4 separate regions of the Mus musculus genome follow, and regions 1, 2 and 4 are each linked to region 3. The links are chromatin contacts, called in public HiChIP or PLAC-seq and promoter capture Hi-C maps. All regions are on one chromosome and are shown on one strand. Each heading gives the region's core, a stretch centred on a gene start, on an enhancer-like site or on the middle of the called end of the contact. The rest is flanking DNA. Distances are from core to core; before and after follow the strand shown. Region 1 has its middle 44 kb from the start of Car12. Region 2 holds the start of Car12 (carbonic anhydrase 12). Region 3 holds the start of Snx1 (sorting nexin 1). Region 4 has its middle 20 kb from the start of Pif1.

What was found. Promoter capture Hi-C pulls out the DNA fragments that hold promoters and counts their contacts. HiChIP or PLAC-seq counts read pairs in DNA pulled down with a chosen protein or histone mark.
Region 1: a contact with region 3 is called in an H3K4me3 HiChIP or PLAC-seq map of pro-B cells, with 3 times the contacts expected there. The contact joins the enhancer-like site here to the promoter of Snx1 in region 3. A contact is called at or near these places in 6 of 115 datasets of contacts at active chromatin or transcription factors (the 230-238 cell line, embryonic limb bud, large pre-B cells and 2 more) and 1 of 9 other capture datasets (adipose tissue).
Region 2: a promoter capture Hi-C map of stem cell-derived epiblast-like cells shows a contact between it and region 3, with 3 times the contacts expected there. The contact joins the promoter of Car12 here to the promoter of Snx1 in region 3. A contact is called at or near these places in 7 of 39 promoter capture datasets (the C10 cell line, cranial neural crest, embryonic stem cells and 4 more), 1 of 484 Hi-C or Micro-C datasets (CD4 T cells), 6 of 115 datasets of contacts at active chromatin or transcription factors (the SCID.adh cell line, embryonic stem cells, large pre-B cells and 2 more) and 2 of 9 other capture datasets (adipose tissue and liver).
Region 4: a contact with region 3 is called in a CTCF HiChIP or PLAC-seq map of embryonic stem cells, with 5 times the contacts expected there. The contact joins the enhancer-like site here to the promoter of Snx1 in region 3. A contact is called at or near these places in 7 of 39 promoter capture datasets (the C10 cell line, embryonic stem cells, hippocampal neurons and 3 more), 1 of 15 datasets of contacts at CTCF or cohesin (embryonic stem cells), 7 of 484 Hi-C or Micro-C datasets (B cells, the HL-1 cell line, the P5424 cell line and 2 more), 15 of 115 datasets of contacts at active chromatin or transcription factors (the 230-238 cell line, acute myeloid leukemia, differentiating embryonic stem cells and 8 more) and 1 of 9 other capture datasets (embryonic stem cells).

The regions. Positions count from the first base shown.
Region 1 is chr9:66,667,942-66,671,350 of GRCm38.p6, forward strand. No RefSeq gene overlaps it. Among named protein-coding and RNA genes, the nearest start is that of Car12, 44 kb to the right of the region's middle. Within about 2 kb of position 1,955, at least 43 of the 459 cell types and tissues checked have an H3K27ac peak or open chromatin away from gene starts, as enhancers often do. A contact at or near this core is called in adipose tissue and pro-B cells, where this site is marked.
Region 2 is chr9:66,711,703-66,715,263 of GRCm38.p6, forward strand. It overlaps Car12 (carbonic anhydrase 12), which reads left to right and starts at 1,984. Exons shown (of 11, transcript NM_178396.5): 1 at 1,984-2,231. The coding sequence starts at 2,147.
Region 3 is chr9:66,123,419-66,126,561 of GRCm38.p6, forward strand. It overlaps Snx1 (sorting nexin 1), which reads right to left and starts at 1,468. Exons shown (of 15, transcript NM_019727.2): 1 at 1,189-1,468. The coding sequence starts at 1,347.
Region 4 is chr9:65,605,385-65,608,839 of GRCm38.p6, forward strand. No RefSeq gene overlaps it. Among named protein-coding and RNA genes, the nearest start is that of Pif1, 20 kb to the left of the region's middle. Within about 2 kb of position 1,592, at least 45 of the 459 cell types and tissues checked have an H3K27ac peak or open chromatin away from gene starts, as enhancers often do. A contact at or near this core is called in differentiating embryonic stem cells, embryonic stem cells, neural tube and 1 more, where this site is marked.

The DNA.
Region 1 (3,409 bases), core at 705-3,204, 550 kb after region 3:
TGTTGGAAGCCGTGGGACTGGGTATGGAAATATAGCTGTACCCATGTCTAGCTAAAGAAACTGGCTTGCAACAGTGAAGCACAGAATGCTGGGCACTGGCTGGCAGTGAGCCTTCGCTCTTGACCAGGCTGGAAGACACCAATGTGGAAGGGCAGGTCCCTCACCTAGACACATTGCCAAGAAGACATATGTGGGAATCAAGCTCTGTATTATGGCCCAGAAAGAAGCTGGTGTGTGAGGTTCCTCCCCTGCTGGCAAGAGGAATGACCTTCTCCCAGGTCAGACCTTTGCATGCCTCCAGGGCCTTGACCATCTCGTTCAGTGGGGAGCTGACCTGCTCAGCCACAGCACACTCGGGGTAGCGATCATTCTAGCAAGGTGGTAATTTACCTGCACAGCCAGAGATGTTCTCATATACGATGCTCACACTGACATGAAACCTCAAACACTGTTTACCAGTAAGAAGGGTGCCTGGTAATTTTGTCTCAGACATTGATGACGTCGAGAACAGTTGTGACCAACCTGACTGACTGGGCCTCAGTTTCCTTATCTGTTAACCAAACAGGTTCGATGAGCTATGAACATCCCTGCAGCTCCAAAATGAACTTTTGCTTGTCCCTGAGTTTGCCTCATCGTGTGCAGATGCCTAGCAATCCCTGGGGGAGGCTATCAGACAAGGAGTACAGAGGTCATTGAGATGTCTCAGGATGGAAAAGTGCTTGCCACCAAGCTTGATGATCCGAGTTCTATCCCCAGGACCCACATTGTAAGGGTGAGAACCAACTCCATTAGCTTGTTCTCTGACCTCCACACACATGCTTTACTGTGTGCCTCTCATTGTGACAATAAATAAATGGAGAAATGTAATAGGAAATGATTTTTTTTTTTAAAGGAGTGGAGAGTTCCAGACAGGGGTATCAGGATTTCTGTTACTAGCTGGCTGCTTTGCTTACTGAGACGGCTTCTCAGTAGAAGGGGAAGCTTCCAGAAGTTACTGCAGTGACAAGTTTAATGACCATACAATGGAACACAAAGGCCCAGTGGAATCCTTCACTGCGATCATTGTAAATGTATTTCGTACTTGTTTGTGTCACGGCTTGTCTCAGGCATTTGGATGGATAACTTGGTGGGAGGGAGGAGGACTCTGGAGGCAAGAGACATGTTTCTGCCACTTTCTATGCACGTGACCACCTACTGCCACATCAGGTCCTTGCCTTGAGCCAGGTGGACTCACACAAATGATCCCTCCCCAGGATGATGGCCACTGTTCACATCACAGGTCAAGACTTCAAGCAGGCCTCCAGCTGGATAGGTGGCAGGCCTGGGATTCAAACACCAGTGACTCAGATGAACTTTGAAGTCCCTTTCCTGTAGGTCTAATCCTAACCCCTAACATTCTCTCTGGATAGTGAAAGCAGGGGTATACCCGAGACCGAGGAGTTGCTCAATAAACACCAGTTTCCTGAATAAAGCAGAAATCTTTCAATTCTTTCTCTCCTTTGCTCTCTTTTAAATCTTCTCTCTCTCTCTCTCTCTCTCTCTCTCTCTCTCTCTCTCTCTCTCTCTCTCTCTCTTTTAGACAGGATCTTACTATGTAGCCCTGGCTGTCCTGTATATATCTCACTAGGTAGACCAAGATGGCCCCAGACTCATAGAGATCTGCTTGTCTCTGCCCAAGTACTGGGATTAAAGGCCTGTGTCACCATATCTGGCTTCTTCAAATATTTTTACTGCTTGCCCTCTATCTTAGAGTCTACTTTGCTCCAGGAAGCTGCATGCGCGGGGCTTCCCTTCCTTCTCCTCCCTGGCCTGAGGCTCTACGGTTCACCTAGCATGTGCTGTCTGTGTGAAACTTCCTGCTGAGCCAGGGGAGCTCTTGTCTGCTGAGCACGTCCCACCCAGCGTTGGGTCTGAATGTTCCCATTTTATCTCTGGAGCAGGCCCTGGAGGAAGACACACTGAGACTGGGGAAACAGTCTTAGTCAGAGCCAGCCACATTCCTAAGGCTACATAGTTCACTGGCACACAAGTCGGGATTAGAAATCAGGTCAGCCTGGCTCCTAAATTCTTTCTGTGCCTTGGGGGAAGGGGACACGAAATCTTGCTGGGAAAACTTAAATTTTCCAATCTGCTCTTAGCAATCTTCTTTACTCTCAGGGAAACCTAACAAAACAAATATAAGCCCAAAATAAGTTTATTTTAAAATGAAGATTCCTAGGCATTCGTGAGACATTGGGGCTTTAAGTAAACAGCCCCAGCCAAAGGGAGAGTTCTCTGTGTTACACAGTGAGGGCTATAGAGACAGTCATACCCTCCAACTGAGTAATTGTACCCCTGCAATTTCTCTAAGGCTGTATTTAACGTAAACAAAGCCTCCACAAGTATATTTACTGTAACGTTATTTGAATATCTAAAGCTTAGAAGCAGCATAAATGTCCCAGAGAAGAAAATGGTTGGTGAACAACTGTGCAGAATATTAGGTAGCCATGAAAATGATAGTTATGGGGACCATGAAGACAGAGAGAAACATTTAAGGACATACATGTGAGTACATGTAAAAACAAACAAAAAGCCAGAGAATCGGGTGGGAGAGGCGGCTCAGGATTCCCAGAACCTGCATTGAGGCTCACAACTGTTTGTAATCCCAGTTCCAGGGGCTCCTCTTTTTACCTCTGTAGGCATTTCACAAACATGATGCACAGACATACATGCGGACAACACACACACACACACACACACACACACACACACACACAAGCTGAGTATCAAATGCGTGAATGAGGTAAGCACAGAAACAGAGAAGTGGTGTTGCATGAGGAAGATTGAAAACTGACAATTGTTTGTTTGTTTGTTTGTTTTTTTTGTTTGTTTGTTTTTTCGAGACAGGGTTTCTCTGTATAGCCCTGACTGTTCTGGAACTCACTCTGTAGACAAGGCTGGCCTCGAACTCAGAAATCCACCTGCCTCTGCCTCCCAAGTGCTGGGATTAAAGGTGTGCACCACCACCGCTCGGCAATTGAAGACATTTTTTTTAAGATAGAGTCTTTCTTTGTAGCCCAAGCTGGCCTCAAATCCGAAGCCATTTTTATTATTTTTAATTATGTGTGTGTGTTTAGGTGTATGCATGTGAGTGCAGGTGCCCCAAGTGCTCACGAGCAGTTGTGAGACATCATGGGTGCTGGGGACTGACACTGAGGTTGACAGTTGGAGAACTTCCAGGGCCACACGAGAAGCCCACACCTCAACAGCCCTCAGCATCTGAGGGGAGCTGGCGACTAAACTCCCCTGATGCCTTCTCTGGGAGGATGACTGAGGCACAGCACTGCACTGCCTCCGAGAGCCTTCCAGTGGAGAGAAGCTATAGAGATCCACCACAGTGCTAACCCTTGACAACCACCCTGGGCCATCT
Region 2 (3,561 bases), core at 734-3,233, 590 kb after region 3:
AGTTCTCTCCTTCCTTACATCCCACTGTGGAGTCTAAGGATCAACTCGGCTGACTAGGTTTTCCCAGCAAGCAGCTTCACACTCCGAGCCACCTCTTTATTATCTCCTCCCAGATTATTCTGCCCCTTTCTTGTTGACACAGGGCTTCACTTTGCAGCTCAGAGATCCCCCTGCCTCAGCTTCCCGTGTGCTGGGACTTCAGGTGTAACCCACCACACCGAGTTTCAGCTTATATTCTTGATTCCCTTCTGTTAACCATTCTTTACCAATTAGCCAGCTATCTGCTAGACATACGATGAATGTCACAAGCTTTCCCTCTGTGGCTCCTAGTTTATGATCTATTCTTACTATTTGACTAAATCCACCATATCCTTCTTTTTTCCCTGCATCTTTGGGGATCCGTTTAAAGTGAACATTTGAGAAGTTGAACTGAGTACTTTCCGACATACTGAAAAACACCTGTCGTGGGAGTGACACAGGCCGGTGGCAGGTATGATCCAGTTGGCCTTGAACTAGTCAAGGCTTCACTCTCTGGGCCCAGAATCTGCATCTCAGAACATTCAGGGGTCTCTCTGGGCCTTCTGCTCCCCAGTCCACCTCAGCCTTTAACAAGACTGCCTAAGCCACTCCAGAGCTCATTCAAGGCTATTCATCTCTGAGAAAAGGTCACCCTTAAGCTTATTGTGGTCTGGAAATGATTGTGACAAAATTGTCATTGTAACAACTTCCTTGAAGAGATTTCAAGCCCTTTATTACCCATACAATAGTTGAGCTGTTAGGGACAGAACAATAACACCCCTTGAAATGCAGGCGACACCTGCTTCCTGGTGGTTCTCGGCTGCTCAGTCTCTCCAAGTTGTAGGTGAACAAATGGCCTCTTTGGTCACCAAGGCCAACCTGAGTTGTAGGTTGAGTGCCAGAACAGATGGGGGATGGGGGAGGGCTGGGCTGGTTGACTTGGCCCAGAGAAGAGGGCATGGCGGGCCAGGTTACAAACATGGGGTTATGTACTATTCCGTATGTGTAGGCAGCAGGAGACCAGGGTTAGTAGGAGCAGGAAACTGAGCCCCACACCTGAGGTGGTAGAGAGATATGGAGGAGCCAGGGAAGCAGAGACCATCTCGGGCGGGAATAACAAACAGACGATATAGGAGGTAAGGGTGGGGAACAGCAGAGCAGGAGGCCAGGAAGATTCAGCTCCGCATGGGCGGGCTAGACACAAACGTGATCAGAACAACGGGCTCCTGTCTAGAGTGTAAGTGTGCATATTGCAAAGCAAGCGGAGATTGGAGAATAGTGGGCAGGAGTAGCAACAGGTGATAAACCAGCATTGGAAACAGCCTGGCCACTGGTCCACATAACCCCTAGCCTGGTCTCTGATGCTTGTAGACACTCGGTAATAAAGCAAGTCCTTTTCTTTCACCACTACTTCAGAGAGGGCACCTTCTCCACCTGCTGCCTACCGAAGATGGGCTGATCCTGTGAATTTGCACAAGGAGTAAGCCTTGTCTACATGCCTCCTCCTCCTAAGGGAAATGCTAATCGCCAAGAAAAGCGACTCATTTCTGTGAATCCCTTTATCTTAGTTTCCGATTCGCAGTCTCTTTGTGGTTTCGTTGAGAAGAGCTTAATCTGGATGTGATGTGTAATTCACAGCTACTTGGCTAAGACCAGGCAGAAACATTCAGACCCTGAATGAGGCTTTGGCCCAAACAGCATTCTATGCTGGGGCTTTCAAGTAAGGGCAGTGACAGACCACAGTCACATCTAGGGAAGTGAGTGCTGCACGGGTCCCTGACTTTCCATACCTCCCTGTGAGAACTGGCTCCCCCAAGTAACCTGTGGCCCAGAGGACCGCCGCAGTGGGCCACTGAGGACCACTTAAGTCAGGACCTCAACTCACCTCGGACCTGGGGCTCCTGCCCTCCGGTAGGCTGGGCTTTCTGCCCCGCCCTCCTGCCTGATGACATCATGTTTAGGGTTGAGTCGCGGCATTAAAAAGCAGCCTACAGGCAGCCACGAGTCTACACAACCAACGTGCACGTCTTGGTCCCAGGCTAAGTGCACACTGTGCTGGTGCGCCGCTGCCAGCTCCGAGCGCCCCACAGCTCCGAGTGAGTGGCAGCTTTGAGTCGCCAGGACAAAGATGCCTCACCGCAGCCTGCGCGCGACTGTCGTCCTCCTGTTGGTGATCCTTAAGAAGCAGCCTTCCAGCTCAGCCCCACTCAACGGTAAAGTTTCTGCTTACTTAAAAAAAAAAAAAAAAAAAAAAAAAAAAAAAAAAAGAGTCCTGTGCACTGAGCCATGCCTGGGCAGAGAGAGGATTTCTGCCAGGCTCTTGCAAGATAAAGTAAAATCACTACTGAGCGAGTAAGGAAGTTGCTGTGTGCCTAGCACATTTTCAAGAAAGGATGCTAGCTTTGGGATCGTTTGGGATGCACTGTTAGCTGAGGTTAGTTGGAGGCACTTTTTTTTAACGGTGCTTGGTGCACAGTTGTAGTTACTCATTTGCCTCTTTTCTGAGCACACTACCTCTGGAGATGGGGCTTGGAAACTTGCTAGCCAGGATCCCGGAACCACGTGCAGAGCGCTGAGAAAGGACTGTCTTCCTGTGTGCTGTGATCCGCAAGAAGGGGTGTCTGGCTGATCGTCAGAACCCTCAGAGAGGCAGTTAACCAGTAGGTTTCACACTCCGTGTCCAGGGGATAATGTAGCCCACCGTTAGTCATTGTCTTTCCCCTCGAGATCTCTGCTACACTGAACCTACATGTGTGCGCACATGCCTTATTTCTAACTGTAATAAGGGGCTGAAACCCGAAGGGCAAGTATGCTGAACAGGGTGTCAGGTTGAGGTGGGAAGAGGAGCCTGAATTGTGGGCTCATGTCCAAAGCCTGGATAATTAACTCCTTTGGAATAAGAAAAGGAAAAGCAAGCTTTAGCCTGCCTCTCCCTCAGGCTACTACTAACCTTAGGGAGAAGGTGGGGACTGGGTCCTGCTTGTTTGTGTCAATGGGTCCCCACACTGTGGTGATACTTGTTCTTGGGTTGCAATAGAAGGGACCAAGAGTGACCCCAGTGGCTGAACAATGATTCCCCTGGCCAGGCAGCGGGGAGAGAGCCCAGCTCCTGCCCAGCAGTATCAGAGCTCTGCTCTCCTTCCCCCCTTGGAGGACCACACTCTGCCGGTGGGCAACAAGCCACTACCCCTTTACTGAACCTTCATCGACTGGCTGGCAGGATCTGCCTACTATCACCTTTCCCACGCAGTCAGGAAGAAGCAGAATGTGGGAGAAGTCCCACAAAAGTGGCGATCAATTTTGAAAACTGTTAACTTTGGGTTGCTACTAACTCTAAAGGAATCTATAGAGACTGAAGTTCACCAGAAGTCGTTTTAGCACCAAGCACCTCACACAAAGGAGAGAAGGACTCTATTGATCTTTTTTTTTTTTGAAAGTTTGGGGCTCTCCATTCTCCTCTTTGTTGCCCCCCCTTCATGTCCTCCTTATTCTCTAAACTGCATTAGAGGGAGTTTGCAGTAAAGCTCCACTTTCCCCTCACAC
Region 3 (3,143 bases), core at 218-2,717:
GAGAGTAACTATATAAAGATACTTAAACAGAAATAAAGACTCCATTATCGGCAAGTTACTCTTTCTCAGAGTAGCAGACATCATTAGACAATCTGCTGTCATTAGCACCAGCAACCACTTTATGATTATAGCCTTCAATTTCTCAACATAGTAAAATTTTAACTACGGCCATGTTAAAAAAAACAAAAACAAAAAACCCTCCAAAATCTAAATTTTTTCTAATGTAAGGGGCACCTCCAAGTTTTCAGACACATGCTATATACAGAATTTAAAGTTATTTAACTCAGTCTGATACTGATTAGCTACTCTGAAGAGAAACAATAACCAAGAAAGGAAGATAACTGCATAGACTCGGTACTGAAGACGTTTCTAAGCTGGAACTAACTGTACCGAGTGGTATGAGTCAGTGTTCTCATAAAACAGCCCAAAACATCTCTCCTGGTGCTGTTAACCCATGACATTCCACACGGAAAGACAAGGAGGTTTTGGTTGTTTTGCCAGCAGCTAGCTCTCATTTGAAACCTAGATATTTATTATGGGAGACAGTTTTTCCCTTCACATTTACAGATCTGTTTCCAAGCACTTTAATGCATCCTTTTAACAGAAACAAAAGCTTTCTGATCCGTGTAATCTATTTCTCTCAACCAGCATTTGCCCTGATTCCTGGAGAGATCAAAGGAGTCACAACCTAACTTCCATAAACTAGTATCCAGAATGGGCTTTTGGTAATGACCAGGAAGTGCTGGGTATAACAGGAGGATCAGTGGGCGGGTCATGGTCCTTCCTAGATCACGTTTCCACTTTCGGTGCAATAAAACAAGGGAACTGATGGTCTGCACCTCATTTTCTAATTTGTCATGTTTAAAGTCAGTCTGCCCAGGACACAACCAGCAGAAATGCCCGCTGAATCCTTGGGGTAACCACACCTCTGGGCCAGGGGACGGCCTAGGTTGCTCTTGGCTATTAAGGATCCGTGGTGAAGCCACCACACCCCTCGTCTCTTCCCGCCCGGGCTTGGGCAGCCAGGCTCTAGGGCTCGTTTCCTACTCAGGGCCCTGGAGTCCTGATTGCTGACACCGAGCGAAGATTTCCCACCAGGCCCACTATCTTCAAAGCCCTCGAACCCTTAATAAGGGTTCTCTTTTGGGGGGCTCTTTTCTGTCTGCTGCCCCAAGGATGGGAACTCACGGCTGCCGCGGCGCCAGTGAAAATATCCTCCCCCTCGGTGTCGCTGTCCCCAGCCTCGGGTTCTGACCCCCCGGCAGCCCCTTCCGACTCCGGATCCATGCCAGGGAAGGGCGGAGGGAGTCGCTCCGAAGCGCTACAGCCACCACCTCCTGACGCCATCTTCCTCCACCCGTGGCGGAAGCAGCAACAACAACTTTATAGACAGTGCCGCGAGCAAAGCGCTCCAGCCGTGTGAGGTGCGCGAGGGCCGTTATGGACCCAGAGGGACCATCGGGGCGGAACCTGGGGGAGGGACCTAGGGCGGGGCCTGGGCTGCTGCTCAGCCAATCCAAGCACTGAACCGCAAGGCTGCACTGGGGCGGGCCAAGTAGGCAGAGGAGGAGCTAGAGGCTGAGGAGTTCCTCCGGGTCTTTGTGCCCTGCATGGCTCTATCTGTCACGCTTCTAAGGTTCTGTTTGAATAAAGTCTGTGACTAACAATGTTTGAAAACCTCTGCATGCCACCTGCTCATGCCAAGCACAGTGTTCTCTGAGAGATTCAATAAATATTTTTGATTGAGGGCTGAAACGACTGCAGGAAGTTTTGCCACTTAGTTTTTGGACATTAATTCATTTAACATATACAGAGCATTCACTGTGAGCTTGGCACCTTACTGTGCGTTTCAAATACAAACACAAAAGCTCCTGGCTCACAGTTTAATGAGGCAGTCTTGTAAGTCAACAATTTAAACACACTCAGTGTTACAGTGTGCAACAATAAAAAGAAGTTATCGATTTTTTGAGAAGCCAGGCTTCACACAAAGGGGAGATTTCCGTGTATTAAATTCGGTCCTTAAGAATTTTGGGTTATAGCCGGGCGTGGTGACACGCCTTTAATCCCAGCCCTCGGGCGGCAGAAGCAGGTGGATTTCTGAGTTCAAGGCCAGGCTGGTCTACAGAGTGAGTTCCAGGACAGCCAGGGCTATACAGAGAAACCCTGCCTCGAAAAAAAAAAAAGTTCCCGGAACTTAATCACAGGTTGGTGAGTCGAAGTCAACTAGAGTTTAAAGATAACATAGGTTATGTTATCACGGACTAATTTGCAAGATGATCCTTTCAAGGAGCTGAAACCTGCCACTAACACCAACAGAGGTGGTTTGCTTTTCTGGTTGAAACCACCTTAGGCAGGCCTGAAATTCTGTGTCCAAAGCTGGCCTCAAACTCAATGCTCCTCCCTCGGCCTCCCAAGTGCTGGAATTACAGGCATGAGCCACCAGGCCTAGCAAAGTTGGCTGTTTACAACTGCAAACTCAACATTAGGGGTGGATTCCCTTACAGATAAAGTAAACTGCCTGAAGGTCAGGAGAGTGTCTTAGTTTGTAACTTTTATTCCTGCATACACATTGTGTATGGCAAATTAAGTGTCTAATAAATATTTGAGGTGGAAACACAATCAACTCTGTAACTGGCACCCATCACAGCCATGAACACACAAAAAAAAGGTTAAGAAATGCTTTTTTAGGATGTTCATCTCCGTTATCATTACTACATAGTGAACACAGATAAAGTTCTCTCGCTGTAATTTGGGTGGTGGTCGATAGAAATCCTCCCCATGGAGAGAAGCTGCACTAAACTAAGTTTCTAGGAGATAAGAAAACTAAGCCTTCCCTGTCCGTAGGCATGCCTATCAACATTGGTCTTCCAAAATAACCCCTTTCACCGCAAAGGAAATCCACTTCCGGCCTGGTCAGAAAGTAAGAAAAATTTGTTTGGAAGTGGCTTCCTCTGAGAAATAGCTGTAGAGTCTCCGTTCTAGAATATCTTCCAGTAGTAGTAACCTTGATCTCCTTTCCCCTACCTCTTTAGGATTCATCTTTAGTTCTTCCTAGGAACTGAGTGGGGCATTTGGTGACGTATAACAGTCCGTTACACGATCCTCTGGCTAAGACTACAAGCCCCATATACATTTCGCCGCCG
Region 4 (3,455 bases), core at 342-2,841, 520 kb before region 3:
AAAGCAAGTTTCAGGGACAGCCAGGGCAGTTACAGAGAAACGTATCTCAAAAATAAAATAACATAAAATAACAACACCAACCAATCAATCAATCAATAAAGAAGACACTCTGAACATTTCATGGACTATGCGAGTATAATCCCATCTCCTGCCTGGGTGGGGTGGTCAGCTATTTAGGACGCTATGCCTTGTAAGACCCTGGTATATCTTACCCATCCCTACTGGCTACTCCAAGCACGTAGACCACTAGAGGGCACCAAAGAATCAAGTTTTCCCTGGAGCCTGCAAATCCTTTTGTCCCGAAGTCTCCAGCCTGAGTGGGGCACACCCTCACCTCAGGAGCTGGGGGCGGAGTCGGTGTTGAGCTAGAAGGGGTTTTGCTGTTATTCAGAAGCCTCCACTGGGTGTGTGCACAGGAGCTCATGTTTAGGGTTCTTTAACCCCCACCCCTTGTTCTTTTTCTGGGGGGAGGGTGGGACTACTGTTTCTACTTTATGGAGAAAGCGCCCTGGTGTATGAACAGCTAGGTACCTGGTCAAGGCTGCGGTTGGTAACCGGGTCTAACATAAGCCCCAGTTACAGGGTTCACAAAGGCTGATTCCTGTGTTTTAAGCACTGGCTCTCCCTTTTTTTTTTTTTTCAACTGTGACTTCAGAGGTTCAGCTTAAGTCCTCTGAACCCTGTTTTGATCATCTGTTGATCAGCCAGTCAACAGAATCAGAAAGACTGGGCCTGGAGACACAGCCTTAGAGTGCACCGCCTTTAACTTCAGCATTTTGGAAGTAGAGTCAGATAAGTCTCTGGAAGTTCAAGGCCAGCCTTGAACTTATCTCAGTTAAACAAATTAAATTCCCGAAAGGCACCGGGTGGGGGTGGGGGGTGTCAAACTGGGGCTAGCAAGAGGGAAACCCCCCAGATTGGTTCTTATTACCTAAAGACGCTACTTCCTACCTTATATACCTACGCTTCCCTCCTCAAACAGGGGCTAGCTGCGCATGTGCTGCTGTACAGACCAGCCCACCTTTCGCTCCTCAGCCCCTTGGCCTCAGCTCCCTCCCTTTGCCTTTCAGCATCCCTGCAGATGTCTGCCACATCCCCAGGTGGCCCTTCACTTTTTTCCTCACTGGTGTTGGGTTCAGGAAGCAGAGAACCAGCTCACCTGGGGAGATTCAGAGTGAGGCAAGCATCCAGTTACTTACAAGCCGGGGCAGGGAGAACAGACAGGGGCAGGCAGCCCAAGGTCAGGACCAAAGCTCTAGGAACCAGTGTCAGGGAGTCATAGCACTGTCTGCTTTGCCCTCTATACTTTTTCCACCCCTGGGGTTTAAAGATCATGCCATCGGCTGGAACTGTGGGGTTGTGCTCGGTATAAAAAGGCTGTTCTGGCCCTGGAGAAGCCCTGCTCTCTCCTCCACCAGAGCTGCCTCCTCCCACCCCTCATCCTCGGCCCTGGCACAACACTCCATGCCTATTTAAGGCAAATCTCCTGATCTTTTAAATAACATTCGGCTCCTTGTGAAGCAGGCAGGCAAGGCCAGAGCTTAGGAAAAGGGGGTGGAGCACTAACCTCTCAGAGGATGGGGTGGGGCAGAGCAGGATTGGGGAGGTGCAGATGTGAATCTCTCTCTTCCATAGGGTGTCTTGGGAAGATCTGAGTCCATCACTTCCAGCATTTCATTTGGTTCTCAGGATTGGCTCAAATCCTGGAGGGAGGCCCTCCCAGAATGCTACAGTGTGGCCCTAGCTGGGGTCCAGGTGGGAAGAGGTAGGATTCTGGATGCAGGACAGATGTATACATAGCTAGCCCTGGGTGAAGGGACACAACTAGAGTGGCCAGCAGGGAAAGTGGGGGAGTCTGCAGGAGGACTGACCACTAACTGATCCCACTGACAGCCCAGTTTATGAAAGACAACTGCTATTTGATTCTGTAACTCAAGGCTCAGAGAGTCCAAGAGGCCTGCCAAGGACAACACAGCTAGTGAACACAGGGATTAATGTTTCTTCCCTGCCCTGACAGGTTTCTTTTGCTTGGGGTACATGACAGTAGTCCGGATCCCAGGCCAGGCACCATTTAAAGCCCACTGACATTCCGTGTTTGTCTTTCTATCTCCTTGTGTCCCCACCCCCCCTCCCCAGATCACCATTCCTCTTGCCTGTATCTCTGCCCTGGGCTTCCTGGATTCCTTCTTTCCCCTTTTGCTCTTGGTATTTTTTTCCCCAGGCAGCACCCCTTCCCCTATCTCTGCATTCCCAACCCCCTAGTTTCCCTGAATGACTGAGATACCCTTTCCAGTGTTCAAAAGGTGACATCAGGGATCTTTTACAGCTCATGTTGCCTTCTAGGGACTAGGCACTTCACCAGTGTGTGAGCCCCAATGGGCTCAATCCCCTGGGTCCACTGAAGGAGATTCAGCAAGTCTCAATGCCTATGTAGAGGAGGGGTGATAGTCCTTCCTTCCTTCCTCTTTCTTTTCCTTTTTTTCTGAGACAGGGTTTTTCTGTGTATCCCTGGCTGTTCTAGGATGCCCTCTGTAGACCAGGCTAGCCTCAAATTCAAATATCCACCTGCCTCTGACTCCTGAGTGCTGGGATTTTTTTTTTCCCATTTGTTCCGAGACAGGGTTTCTCTGTGTAGTCCTGGTTGTCCTGGAACTCACTCTGTAGACCAGGCTGGCCTCGAACTCAGAAATCCGCCTGCCTCTGCCTCCCGAGTGCTGGGATTAAAGGCATGCGCCACCGCCACTGCCCAGTGCTTTGGTGAGGTCTTTCTAGTCTGACTCTACTATGAAACACTTTACATCCTTGGTCAAACCTATTTCTCTCTTTGGGCCTCTGTCACACTGATGGATTATAAAGGTTTATTTATTTAACTTTACTCTTTGTGAATTTCACATCAGGCACACCAATCCTATTCATCTTCTTGTCCTGTCCCCACATATCTACCTTCTGCCCTTGCAAGCCCCTCCTGAAAAGAAAATTAAAAAAATAAAAATAAAAAAAAATTCAAAATCTCATAGTGGAAGCTGTGGTGTGTCACAGTGTGCCCTTTGGTCCAAACATCTTCTAAATGTTGATTGTAATGGTTCGAGGCATCTGGCTTCTGCTACTGGATCCTCACTGGCACTCCTCTTGGACATCCTGTTGTTACCCTGTGTCATGGCGCTCCCTCAGCTTTGGATCTGCAAGACCAGCCCCTTCACGTGTTCCAGCAGCTCATAGAGGGGGTAGATGTTTGGGTGGGTCAACTCACAGCTCTGGATCTGGGCCTGGATGGTGGCTGATTTGGTCAGCCTGCCAGCACTCCTGCACCCACGTCACCAGGGCGAGCTCTTAAGGTGGCACGACCTAGCAGGAAGAGCCCAGCTTCAGCCAAATCGGAGTGACCAGGGCCAATAGGAACACCAGGAAAAATTCTCTTCTTGGCTGTGCCTCTCTCGAAGAAGTGAAGACATGAG